Regions from separate parts of the Mus musculus genome. Here regions 1 and 3 are each linked to region 2. Evidence: chromatin contacts called from public Hi-C data. All regions are on one chromosome and are shown on one strand. Each heading gives the region's core, a stretch centred on a gene start, on an enhancer-like site or on the middle of the called end of the contact. The rest is flanking DNA. Distances are from core to core; before and after follow the strand shown.

Evidence for each region. Hi-C and Micro-C count contacts between places; a contact is called where the count stands out from the background.
Region 1: a Hi-C map of the N1E-115 cell line shows a contact between it and region 2, with 3 times the contacts expected there. The contact joins two enhancer-like sites. A contact is called at or near these places in 14 of 484 Hi-C or Micro-C datasets (the AtT-20 cell line, the HL-1 cell line, the N1E-115 cell line and 6 more) and 2 of 115 datasets of contacts at active chromatin or transcription factors (both in embryonic stem cells).
Region 3: a Hi-C map of the N1E-115 cell line shows a contact between it and region 2, with 3 times the contacts expected there. The contact joins two enhancer-like sites. A contact is called at or near these places in 5 of 484 Hi-C or Micro-C datasets (the N1E-115 cell line, the P5424 cell line, group 2 innate lymphoid cells and 2 more), 5 of 115 datasets of contacts at active chromatin or transcription factors (the 230-238 cell line, embryonic stem cells and heart atrium) and 1 of 9 other capture datasets (embryonic stem cells).

The regions. Positions count from the first base shown.
Region 1 is chr1:132,764,077-132,768,203 of GRCm38.p6, reverse strand. No RefSeq gene overlaps it. Among named protein-coding and RNA genes, the nearest start is that of Gm31101, 21 kb to the left of the region's middle. Within about 2 kb of position 1,918, at least 73 of the 459 cell types and tissues checked have an H3K27ac peak or open chromatin away from gene starts, as enhancers often do. A contact at or near this core is called in the AtT-20 cell line and the N1E-115 cell line, where this site is marked.
Region 2 is chr1:132,841,821-132,845,891 of GRCm38.p6, reverse strand. No RefSeq gene overlaps it. Among named protein-coding and RNA genes, the nearest start is that of Lrrn2, 36 kb to the left of the region's middle. Within about 2 kb of position 1,586, at least 18 of the 459 cell types and tissues checked have an H3K27ac peak or open chromatin away from gene starts, as enhancers often do. A contact at or near this core is called in the AtT-20 cell line and the N1E-115 cell line, where this site is marked.
Region 3 is chr1:132,918,911-132,922,715 of GRCm38.p6, reverse strand. All of the region lies in intron 1 of Lrrn2 (leucine rich repeat protein 2, neuronal), which reads right to left. It overlaps Gm31159 (a long non-coding RNA gene), which reads left to right. Exons shown (of 3, transcript XR_878529.3): 1 at 1-3,805. Among named protein-coding and RNA genes, the nearest start is that of Gm31159, 9.0 kb to the left of the region's middle. Within about 2 kb of position 1,470, at least 46 of the 459 cell types and tissues checked have an H3K27ac peak or open chromatin away from gene starts, as enhancers often do. A contact at or near this core is called in the N1E-115 cell line, where this site is marked.

The DNA of each region.
Region 1 (4,127 bases), core at 669-3,168, 78 kb after region 2:
GACCTTGGTCCCAATAGCCAAGGCATTGACAGGCAGCTTCCCATGTGGATTTGGAAGGTATGTCCCAGGTCAGCAAGCAGGCAGGCATTGGATTCAACCTTCCTCCACCTCTTTATTGTCTTAAGGTTTCCTCTATGCCATGGCATTCCCCTACACCTTCAGCCGTCGCCTGAACACCGTCCACCACCACAGTGCTAATCTCCATTGGAAATTTCCTCTACTTAGAAATTACAGTTGACTATAGTATCTAACCACACCTTGGTCTACCCAAGTTAACAGAGTCACCCTCAGATTTGCCTCTGTCTTTCTAAAGACTTTCCAGCTTCTCTTCCAAGTCTCCATATTCGAGTGTGCTGTGTGTTTTCTACACGGATACTTGTGTCTTATTCAAGTGTTTGCTGAACATCTACTGTGGACTCAGACGCTGCCCTAGGTGTTTGCGCAACATTGGTAAATGAAGCAAGGGTCCCTGACCACTGTCTCTTCTGTCATCTGGCTGGTGCTCCGGCACCCATGAGCCTCTTATTTCTGCTTGGTTAGCATAGCAGTGTGTGTGCTCCATTTCCTTGCCTGTGGTGTTTGTGTGGGTATTGCAACATACCCAGTGCTGCCAGCTGCCCAACCAAGCATCCTCTTAGGCAAACATATGCACACAGATCTCTGGAAGCACCAGCCGGCAGAGCCTGCTTGAGACAAATGAGTGCCCCCATGCTTCATGCCACGTCCCGCGTCCCTAGACTCACAGCACATTTTGTGCTCTGGTGACCCTTCCAGGATGCATCTAGCAGCCTGGCTCCGAAGCCCTGAACAATCTCTCCAGCCCTCTAGTGACCTCACTTAAGAGAGCTGGCAGGCATGGAGGAATGGGAATGTAGCTGAGCTACCTGCCCCTGTCTGCAGCCAGCAGCGACCCTGAGGGCAGTGAGCAAGCCAGCACTTGACGATTCTACCTGGTCATAGCACAGTGTACTCGGCATCTGTGTAAACACCATTTCCTCACCTCAAAACTGTTCTGTGGGGGTATGAGTTTGAGGCTAGCTTTGGCTACATAGCAAGACCTTGTCAAGAGGGAGATGCAGGGTGAGGGGTAGAGCAGAGAACGCCATGTGTAGGCAGGAGAGTTAGAAGAACAATCCTTGAGGGTCTACCACATATTATATGACCTTTGCTCTAGGGCTCTGTCCATTGGCTCAGACCCCTCCAAATGAGCTCTTGTTCCCAGTCAGGGTGTCAGATCTTGTGATGTTCCTTTCTGCACACACAGGTTGCCGTACCCCCGACACCATCTTCAAAGCGCTCAGATATCCAGTCTGAGAAAAGGGCCTGGAAGACAGGTCTTGAAGCCTTGTCAATATCTGTGATGTGTGGAGCTCATGGGACCAGGCAGCTTGTCAGGGAATGCACAAATCTGAGAGCCAAGAGCTTGAGTTTGAATCCCAGCTCACTCGTCTATGGCTGTGGATCCACACATGGGCAAATCTCTCCTATGTGGGTTGGGGAAAGGTTGCTATGGGCTCCTGTGGTGAAGGCTGGCACTTGCCTTCTGCTTTGACTATGAAGCTCTGGACACACTTTTTTTTTTTTTTGGAACGGGGCACACAGGCTGGAATCATGGGCCTCTGTGTCAGATAACTATAAACCACGCTGCCATTTCTAGCCCCTGGAATCGCAGAACTGGGCTTTGGCGTGAGCTCAAGTAGCTGCAGACTTCCTTTTTCCACCTGTCCAGAACTCCTACTCCATGTCCCAGTGCCGGCCACTCAGCAGCTGGAGCAGCCAGAACGGAAGCTTACTGACCACATCTTGGAATGCCAACAGCAAAAGGGGGCTGAAACCCTGCTTCTCCCTGCCTCTCTCTGAGCTGGCCTCTGTCCCTCAGTAGCCCTGCCCAGTGCTCGGCACACACATCAGCAGGGCATAAATATTTATGACGTGCAACTAATGCAGTGGCTTACAGGATTCCTGGAGCTTTGAGCGGGCGGGCTCTCTGCACAAGACGCATTTTTACGTGAGGAGGGGTTCCTGGGCAGGAGAGCTGTGTCTGCAAGCAAGAAGGGGGCTCTCAGCCTCTTAGAGCATCCTGGAAGCCTGCCCTTCACTGCAGAGCTGAGTGTTTCCATTTGCAGGGAGGCTTCGCTGGCAGCTGCCACCACGCACTCTGACAATCAATCCATCAGCCTTTGAAGGGAGCTCTTCAGAAGCCCCGCCCCGATGCTACTGGCTGTACACCAACCAGAGAATGGAAAGAATTCCTTAGCCACTCACCCACCTACCCATCTGCAAGCTGACTCCTCAGGAGGTGGGTAGAGCAGAGGGTTCCTAGTCTCACTGTCACAAGGTTCTAGATGGTTCTCGGAACTGAAACCAAGGATGGCTGCCTCTGCCCCCTACCAATGCCCCCCACATTCCCAGCACCTAAGCCCCCAAGGCAAGAAATGCAAATATCAAGCCAACTATGGTGGTGGACATTTGTAATCCTAGCACCCAAGCCAGCTCTGGCTAAACTGAAGTTATATAGTAAGACTCTATCTCATAAAACAAACAAACAAACAAACAAACAAACAAACAAACAAACAAAGGGACCGCAAATATCTCAGACTTCCAACAACAAAGGTTCACACATATCTGAGTCAATCCCTTTCCTTCTGGCTGGCCAGTGTCCTCCCTGGGGCCATCTACTAATAGCCTTTACATGACTTCTCATAGGTCCTGAGGGCGTGGTGAGGCGTAGTGCGCCAAGTCATGAGACACGAGGCTTTCTGCAGAGTGGTCATGGCTCACGCCTCGTGACTCTGCGGAGTGGTCAGGCCTGGGCCTGCAGCAGAGAGTTCCTATCCAGTGGGCCTTTTCCTGGAGGCGTCAGCAGTGGCTAAACCTGACTGGCCATTCAGGACCACGCCCAGCCCAGGCTGGAGAGGAAAATGCTCCTGTAGTGGAAGGGGGGACTTTCAGCTCACCTCCCACCTGTGACCTCCCATTTCCACCCCTCCAGCGCCGGCTCCAAAGCCACTTCCATTCCTAGCACCGTCTGAACCCACACATCCGCTCCTCCAGGATCTAACCCCTTCCCGTTTGCTCCTTTAGCTACTAAACCAGTCTCCTTCCCTTAACCTTACACAGATCCTCTGCTGAGGCGAGTAAGAAAGTGGTAGGGGTATGGGTAGGGGTGGGGGTGGTGAGCACAGAGCTAATCTTTTCCTCCTGGGGGGGGGTGGGGCCCCATGGCCAGCATAAATCTCCTCTACTTTCTCTTAACACCTGGCCAGCTCCTTGTCACTGTGCTAACAACATTGTATTGATTTGCTCACGTGACCGTTTTCTCCCAAAGACCATAAACTCCTTGAGAGCAGAATCTATGTTTTGTTTGTTGTTTTTGAACTCGACTACCCACTGGTGTCCAATAGAGAGCAGGCACTTCATAAGTACAGAGTGAAAGCCTCTCTAAGCTTATAAATTCACAAAAGCAAACGTAAGCTCCAGTTGTTCACACTGTTTCCCAGCAAGGCCAGCGTTGACTGGAGAAGAGAGGTCTGCTTACAGCCTACAGGGGTTTCCAGAGGGCTGCTGCTGCCCCAACTCCAAGCACAAGGCACAAGGTCAGCTGCCCGCCACCCTTCCTGCTGGGGTGTCATTGCCACAGTAGGAGAGGACCCCTGTTCTTGCAACAGGAACAGTGAGTCACTCAGAACCAGTACAGCACAAGGGGGCTGCCTAATAAAGACAATGCTATCTCTTCCCCATGTTAATGGCATCCATCAACAGAGAACCGGAGACCTTGCTCTGGAGTGCCCACCTAGCTTTAAGTGTGAAGGTGAGAGTGTGGATGTAGGTGAAGCCCAGTCCCCATCTTCTAGGGCCACCAGTGCAGCTGAAGGCATGTGCTGTGCAGTATTCTGCTAGGCATCTCAGTCAGGGTGCAACTGCAGACGGCGCTGTGTGGTATAAGTCACTCCTGTGGGTGTCCCAGGGGTTGGGGCGAGGGACTGGTGGCATTTTATGTGACACACAGAACAATGAGGCAATGCTAAGGGTAGGTGTAGAAAAGCAACTGAGGCAAAGGCACAGCAACAAAAAGTCCCCAACCCTGCATGCAGCTCGGCTAGCACAGGGTAGGGGAGGTCAGCTCC
Region 2 (4,071 bases), core at 337-2,836:
AAGGTTGTTTTATTTGCTCTCACAGCAAACTGCAATAACAGCATCAAGGTGTCCGGTGCTTTGACTCTCTCTTCCTGGGCTCCTGATGGAGATTGGCAGAATCCAGCATCCAAGGAATCCATTCTCAGTCTCGGCAGCCTCCTGTACCTCATTAGGCAAAAGCTGGAAGAGATGGGCACACAAGGCTTGTCAGCCCTGTAGTGGGGCCTGCGAGAGCGAGCAGTTTCCAGGAGATGGCAAGACAGTAAGGGAGTGACCGGCTCCTCTCACCAGCCCTTCTAGCCCTGGGATATGGGATGCTAGTATAGACTCTTCAGTTTGAGCTGCAGGCCTTTTGCTTTGAGTGACAGGAAAAGGATGGCTATGACAGTCTTTGGGAGTATTCAACAACCCCTAGGTCACAGGCTCCTTCTGGTAGTGTGATATACAAAGTATTTCTGGGTAATTTAAGCTGGAGTAGTGAGCATTGGGGTCACTGTGGGGTGATATGGTTTGTTTCCCCAAAGTTTATGTGTTAGAAGCTTGGTTCTTAGTGTAACCTGTTGAATGGTAGTTGGGTGTTCAGAGGGTGGGGCTTAGCAGTGACGGGGTTAGGACCACCTTTATGAAGAGATTCAAGTTAGTCTTATGACTGGGTTGAATCTTATGCATGCATTAGTTCTCATGAGGGTGTGTTCCATAAAAGAGTCAGTCTGACCAGTTTTCACTCTCATCATGTGACCTCTTTTGCACATGCTCTGTCATGTGATGCTGTCCCTTATGTCATATTGCCACCCGGAAGGCCATCACCAGGCTCACATGATCTCAGACTTTCACTCTCTAAAATTGTGAAGTAAACACATCTCTTTGTTTTATAAGGCACAGTCTGCAGCCTGGGGTATTTCTGATGGACACTTGCCAAGACTCAGACATAAAAACATCAGGGCCTTATTTGATTTAAACAGCCCAGGAAAGCAAGATGGTGCCAGTAACTATTGCTGTACCTTACAAGCCAGAGGGGACAAAGCAGCTCCCTTCCGTCTCTTCCATAAGGATCCTAATCCCATTTTAAGGCCTCTTTCACTTAAGACTGTCATGTTGGGGGCTTATGAGTGGGGGCGGGGTGGGGCGCCAACATTCAGAACTCAGCAATACCCAACATTAACACATACAAGTGTTTGTCTGTGAAGTTTCCGTCTTAGGCTCAAGGCATCAGCCTCTTTGCTTTCTGTTTACATCTTGGATGTACACAGCTCACAGACATATTCACACCACCCACCACTCTCATAACACACGGCACGCACTCAAACACCCTTGCCACAAACACATCCGCGTATTCATACTTAGCTACGTTCGCCCAGACGTGTGCCTCTTCCAGCTTCCAAGTGCAGGGAATCTCTTGACCGGAAGTGGTCACTTGAATACCTGCCCTTACTCTATGGGCCCGCGCATCCTTTTACACACAATCTCTCCAGCGGGCTCCTACCTGGCCATGCCGATGTCCACACAGCAAGTAATCTCTCCCACCCCCCTCATGCCATTGACATGCCGCACCTGTCTTGTCGCTCGCTCCTTGCACTCTGGCTTTGACTGGGTGAGAGCCAGAGTCTGCCTGGCACAGATCCCAGAACAGCAGCCCAGAAGCAGTTGTCCAATGGGAATGAGCCTCCACCAGCCCAGAATGGGTGCCTGCCAAGTCGAAGAACCATCAAGGAAAGAAGCCTCAAGAGGTGACCTGGCGCCTCCTCCCAAGTGCTCTAAACAGGCATGAGATGAGGGAGCATGTGGTGGCTTCTCCTAAGCCCTTCCTTATTCTCTGATGTCTGGACTCTTTGAATATTCATGGCCTTTACTGACCTAGAGGAGCAAGTGAGACCCGAGTGACAAGCCACCTTAGAGAATCTGGAATCAGGGTCTGGACTACTGTGTGGCTCACCAGCCGTTGGTTGTGTATCATAGCTATATTGTAGAAATAGTTTGTCTCCAAGGGTTCAAACACTGGATGCTCCCTCCAGTGATGTTGGGAGGTGGTGGGACGCCAAGAGCCTGCTGAGAGGCCCTTAGGTCACTAGGGGGCGCTGTCCTTGAAAGTGATTGAGGTAGTTCTTGAGGGACTCCTGAACAAGTTCTCATAGAAAGCAATCTTGACTGGATTGCCGTCCAGCTTCCTTCTTCAGGGCGTGAGCTTCTCCTCTCACAGGGGCCGCCGCCATGATGGTGTGGACCACAGCATCCTCATCCGAGCTGAGCCAAGGCTGGTGTCACGTCCTTCAACCTCCAGAACCATGAACTCGGTAAACCTCTTTCCTTTATTAAATTACCTTGCCTCCGGTATTTCATTATATTAAAGCAAAGCGTAGTAATAATATAATCACTATATTCTCATAAGTCAGAACATGCCCAGAAACCAAAAACCAAAACCAAAAAACTTAACTGAATAAATAAATGTGAATGCTCATTAGCTTGTGAAACAGGACAGACAATGCTTTGTCTCCTGGGGCTTTCTATACATTATAAGGGGCTAAGAATTTTTGCTGCTATTGCGATCAAAGCAGGTCGGTGGGCAATTCCCTGCCCAGTTCACAGGCTTCTGACTCTTCCCTTGCACTGTCTGTCATTAGCAAAAGGCCTCCAACCATCAGGTCCCTCCTGGTGCACTGCACATGCGCTGCCCTCTCAGCAGTCTGCCCAGTGCCCGGGAAGTAAGCATCTGCAGCCTGCAGCCAGGGAACCCGAGGCTCTGAGAGGCTGAGCCATTGGCCTGAAGTCATACAGCTGTAAAGAGCAGAGCCAAGCTTTGATCTTAGGGCTTAGCTTCCCAAGGCCCACACATCCTACAGCACACTAAGCTCACATTCATGCATTATTGCCAGCCAGGGAATGCATAAAATGCATTTATTGGTTGTCTAAGCCTATACATACTCCTTTTCTGTGTCTGTTTCTCAGTGCGAAGCTGAGTGCCAGACTGTACGGACAGAAGGAACCCTGTTGACTGGGTTCATTTCACGGTGTATAGCATACTTCCAGGAATAGATAGATTACTTTTTAAAAATAGTAATGGCTTCATAAATTTCAAATGGAATCCGGGGTGAAGAGACAAAGTTCTACTCCTGCTCTTAGGAAAAGAAAAGAAAAAAAGAAACTTCAAGAAGAGCTGGTCTGAGAAATAAATAAATAAATAAATAAATAAATAAAAATAAAACATTTTCAGGGCCAGGAAGTTGGCTCAGTGGGTAAAGTGCTTTCTGTTATAGCACGAGAACTTGAGTTCAGATGCCCAGCATCCATAACAGCATGCATCATAAACCACTTGCCAGAGAGCTAGAGACAGGTGGAGCTGGACAGCTAGTCTAGCCAAGTCAGTGAGCTCCTGATTCACTGATGGTTGCAAAAACAAACAAACAAACAAACAAGAGAGAGAGAAACACTCAACATTGACTTCTGGCCTTCAAATGTGCACACACACAGTTTCACCATAACATATTTCTGTGGTCAGATGTACATGTTTCTTCCCCTCACACCAAGTAGTTATCTGGCAGATAGCAAAGGCCCTGTGCTTCAACTCAGTGCTGACGGACGCTATTCCGGCAGAGAGCACCAGATCCTGTAAGTTTTGAGCTGGGTCTCACGGAAGTCCCTCAGTCTTCCTCGGCCATGCGAAGCCACAGATGTGGCTTGTGTCCCTGACCACCACACCTAAGCTGGGGCTCTACCCCTGGCTCTAGGGCTGGGTTAATGTGCCGGGACAGTTCAGAGAATTGAGAGAAAAAAAAAACTGCTTACTGTTAGCAATTTATCACACTGGATGCTACAGGGGTTGGGATGCAGATGCTGGATAAGGTGTGGAACAGGTACGGCGCTTCCAGGCCCTCTTGGCCTATGTGGCCTTTCAAGAGTCCCCAGGGATTCATCTCCTTAAAAGCTCTCTGAAGCACATCTTCTTTGAACTCTGACCCTTTGAGGTTTCTGGGAACCATGACGTAGGCATGATTGATGACATCGCTACTCATAGGTAACCAGCCACACATTTGGTCAACTTCTTCCCAAAGGTGGGAGGTACTCTTGTCCTTGTAATGTTTTGCCAGCAAAACA
Region 3 (3,805 bases), core at 221-2,720, 77 kb before region 2:
TGTCCTGAGGCTTCGCTGACTCTGCCCCTGGTGGCTGGGCTAAGGGAGGGGCCCCAGAGCAGCTTTCCTTTGTCTTCCTTACAGCATACAGAGTATGAATGGACTGGGGAACAGCATGAGCCAGAAATAAAATTCTATCCTCAAGGGCCACTCGAAGCAAATGTCCCTAATGGCTCCCCTCACTCAGCACTGGTGCTTTGTCCCCAAGTGTAGCACAACAAGGCAGCTACTCTGTGGGAGCCCCATGTGGGGAGAGGGTTGTCAGATGCTCTCAATTTCAGAAGCTGCAGCTTATAGCAGTGTGTGTGTGTGTGTGTGTGTGTGTGCGTGCGCGCGCGCGAGCGCTTGCTTGCTTGCTTGCTTGCCTGTCTGTCTGTCTGTCTGTAGGGAACCAGCCTTCCTGCCACCATGACAGCTAACATTTTCCTCAGCTGGGTATCGCTAGAGAAAATGAGCATGTGTTGGCACCTCACTCTCACAGGGGCAGACAACGGCAACACACCATGACAGCCACTGCCATCTCATCACAATGCCAGCATCTGAGATTTTCTCCCATGTTATAACTGCAGCGCCAGCCCCTCCACCTCCTCTGTTAATGCCACCAGCCCCATGTCTGCCAGGACGTCCGTCCTCAGCTTTGGTGGTGGTCATTGTCTCTCTCTGTCTATCTGTCATCACCACCTATTTGAGTGACCTCGGCTGGCATCCTCAACTTCATCTGCTGTCAGCATCCTGTGACTCACCAGACCCTGGTCACCATGAAAGACCATGGGGATGCCTCACATCTATGATGTGTACACACTTAGACCCAGATTCTGCCACTGGCAAAGACACATGAGACAGAGAGATTCCAATAATGAGAAGAGGTGGGGGCATAGGAGTACACAGAAGTGGGCATGTGGAACTCGCATGCACAGAGCCGAGGAACAGGCATGGTATGGGAAAGGGCAGCAGGGGCAGGCCCAGATGCCAGGGGTTTCTTGTACCTCTCCACATGAGTGAAAGAGCAAACCTGGTTTCTTACACAGCCAGGTGCCCTCTGAGCAAGGGTCTGAGGCGCTGCTGAGTGGGCACAGATGTGTCTGCACAGGGTATCAGGGAAGGTGGAGGAGGCTTCGTAGGAGATGCTGCTACCGCCCCACAAGGTTGCTCTGTGGGCCAGGGGGCTGGGCCGGGCCTCAGAGTCAGACTAGGGAGCAGTTCTGTCCTATGTAACCAAAGGCCAACTCAGCATTCCCAGTGAGGAAGTCAGTTCCTCACCAGGAAAGACAGAGTCCTAGCTGACAAAACACAGTGTGTGGGGAGTGGACCGAGGGGCTGAGGGTAGTGCTTTGGGCATTGTGGTGAGGGGCTGGAAGGATGTCACTGGCGCCGCCGGTGGAGGCAGGAAGAGCTGCTCATCTGCATGCTCTTTAGCAGCCTGCCCTGAGCCTGCCCTGGCGCGAATACCATAGCAACACCGTGCTCTTTAGACGCGGGAGTTCGTGCTGCCATTGCAGAGAGAGTTGGGCAATTTAATTAAGGAGCTGGCAGCAGACAGACTTTGTGAGTTAAAGGCATTTTATTAAATCCCATTGTATTGTGCAGCTTGGTCCCCGCAGGGGCTGTGGAACTGGGAGAAGCCGGCAGAATTCGCCAGAGGTTTCTTTGCCTTCCCTTGCTGCTTCCGGTCTAGCTTAGAGAGAAAGCATGGGTGGAGGGGATCCCTACTGTGACTGCCTGGTCTCCCAGCCTTGGGCCCCAGGTAGCAGTGTGGGAGTGCAGTCCAAGTGCCACTCTTCAAGCTGTGGCCTCTCTTTCAGGGCCAGTGTCCAAACCTGGCTTCAGTGTTACCAGTTGCAGCTCTGGGTTAGATGGATCTTGGGGACTCTGAGGCCTCACCTCCTTGAGCCCCCTTCCTCTGCAGCAGGAACTACCAGCATTCCCATTTTACAGATGAGGAAATGGAGGTATACAGAGGTGAAGTAAACAAGCCTTTGACAACTATATGTCACAGAGAAGCCAACTCAGATTTGCCTGGTGACAACACGGACACTGTGGTCCTTGTGACCCCTAGTCTGTGTTAAGTGGATCATTACCCCTGGCTGGTAACCTCAGGCTGGCTCTGAGTTCCTGTGTTGGCTTGCACAGGGACGTGGCTCAGTCCTGGCCAGTTCTGGAGGCCATTCGCTTTTTAGGGTGCCAGTGGGCTCCTTGGCCATAGGGCTTCCTTGGGCCCCCCTGGTGGTTAGAGTTGTCTGACCTCAAGAGAATTCTCCCCAGTGCTTGGGCCCTACTGCAAAGGGAAAGAATTACCCTTCTCTGAGTCTCCTGGACCTTTCATCATGGATTTAGGCCATGCAGCCACCTGGTTCTACACTTGTATATACACAAGGGCAACCTCTTGGACTCTGTTTCTCAGGTCTAGAATGGGGGAAGTGATATATGAAGTGGATGTAGCCAAGTTAGCAAAGCCAATAGCCGTTCTTTTTCTTTTCTTTTTTCCTTTTTTTTTTTTTTTTGGTTTTACGAGACAGGGTTTCTCTGTGTAGCCCTGGCTGTCCTGGAACTCCCTTTGTTGACCAGGCTGGCCTTGAACTCAGAAATTTGCCTGCCTCTGCCTCCCAACTGCTAGGAAAAAAGGCATGTGCCACCACTGCCCAGCTGCCAATAACCGTCCTTATAAATCCTCACAATGTGTTTTAATCATCTCCATCATGGAAGCAAGGGAATGGGGCAGAGAAGAAGGTAAGCCTCTGCCCAGCTAGGAAGGGCAAAAACCAGGGCTGCCAATAATATGCCATTGCATATAGACACACCTGTAGCTATGTATCCGCACACCCATGCACACACACAGACACATGCATGGGACAGTTATGCTAATGGATTCTTTAGAGGGAATTCATGTGCGATGAGCTTATTTTATTGCTTAGTTGCATTGGCCACTGTCTTAGCCTACTTGGACACAATCACTAAGTTCCATAAACCGGAAAGTTTATAAAGAACAGAATTGATTTCTTGGAGCTGGGTAGTCTAAGATGAAGGCATCGGCAGATGGCGTTGAGGAGTTGAAGGCTACCCTCTCTCCGTGCTTGCAAGTATAGAGCGGGTCAAGCGGTTCTGGGGCTTTTACACAAGCAGTTACCCACCTGTGATCTAATTGTGTCCAAATGGTAACATCTTGCAAATTACGTTTCGGCACTTGGGACAATGGGCACAACTACCCAGTTACAGCAGTGCAGGAAGCCTTGGCAAAACATGCCCTGGACATGCTTCTCCTCTCCCAGCATGCTCCAGAGCTGCAGCCCTCGGGGCTGGCTACAAGGCTTTCCACTGTGGTTGTGAGACGCCTCTCTCTCCCCCTTCCCTACCGTTGAGACCCTGGGGCTTCCACATAGTTGCTTCTTTGTCCCACAGCTTTGGGCACCAAGTGACACCCTGAGCAGTCTCCAGGTGAGTTATGAGACAGGACAGAGAAGCTGCCACAGAGGAAAAGCCAAGTGGCCAAGTGGGAGGGAGCCAGTCCACAGCACTGTACAGGTCTTCCCAGAAAATAGCGACATTTGGCAGTTTGGTTTGTGTGGAAATCCAGACCACAGTCAATCTTACCAAGGTACAATTCCCTTGCTTATAGAATGAGCATGTGAGTTACCTACCTTGAATGCTGATAGGTGCCATTTATCAAAAGCTTACAGTGTATTGGGCCTTTATAAAGTTTGAAAAAAATTTACTCTGTGTGTGTGTGTCCTCTGAGCCAGGAAAGGGCGCTGGGTCCCCTAGAGTTATAGTCATCTGACATGGGTGTTGATGTGGACAGTGTCAGCAT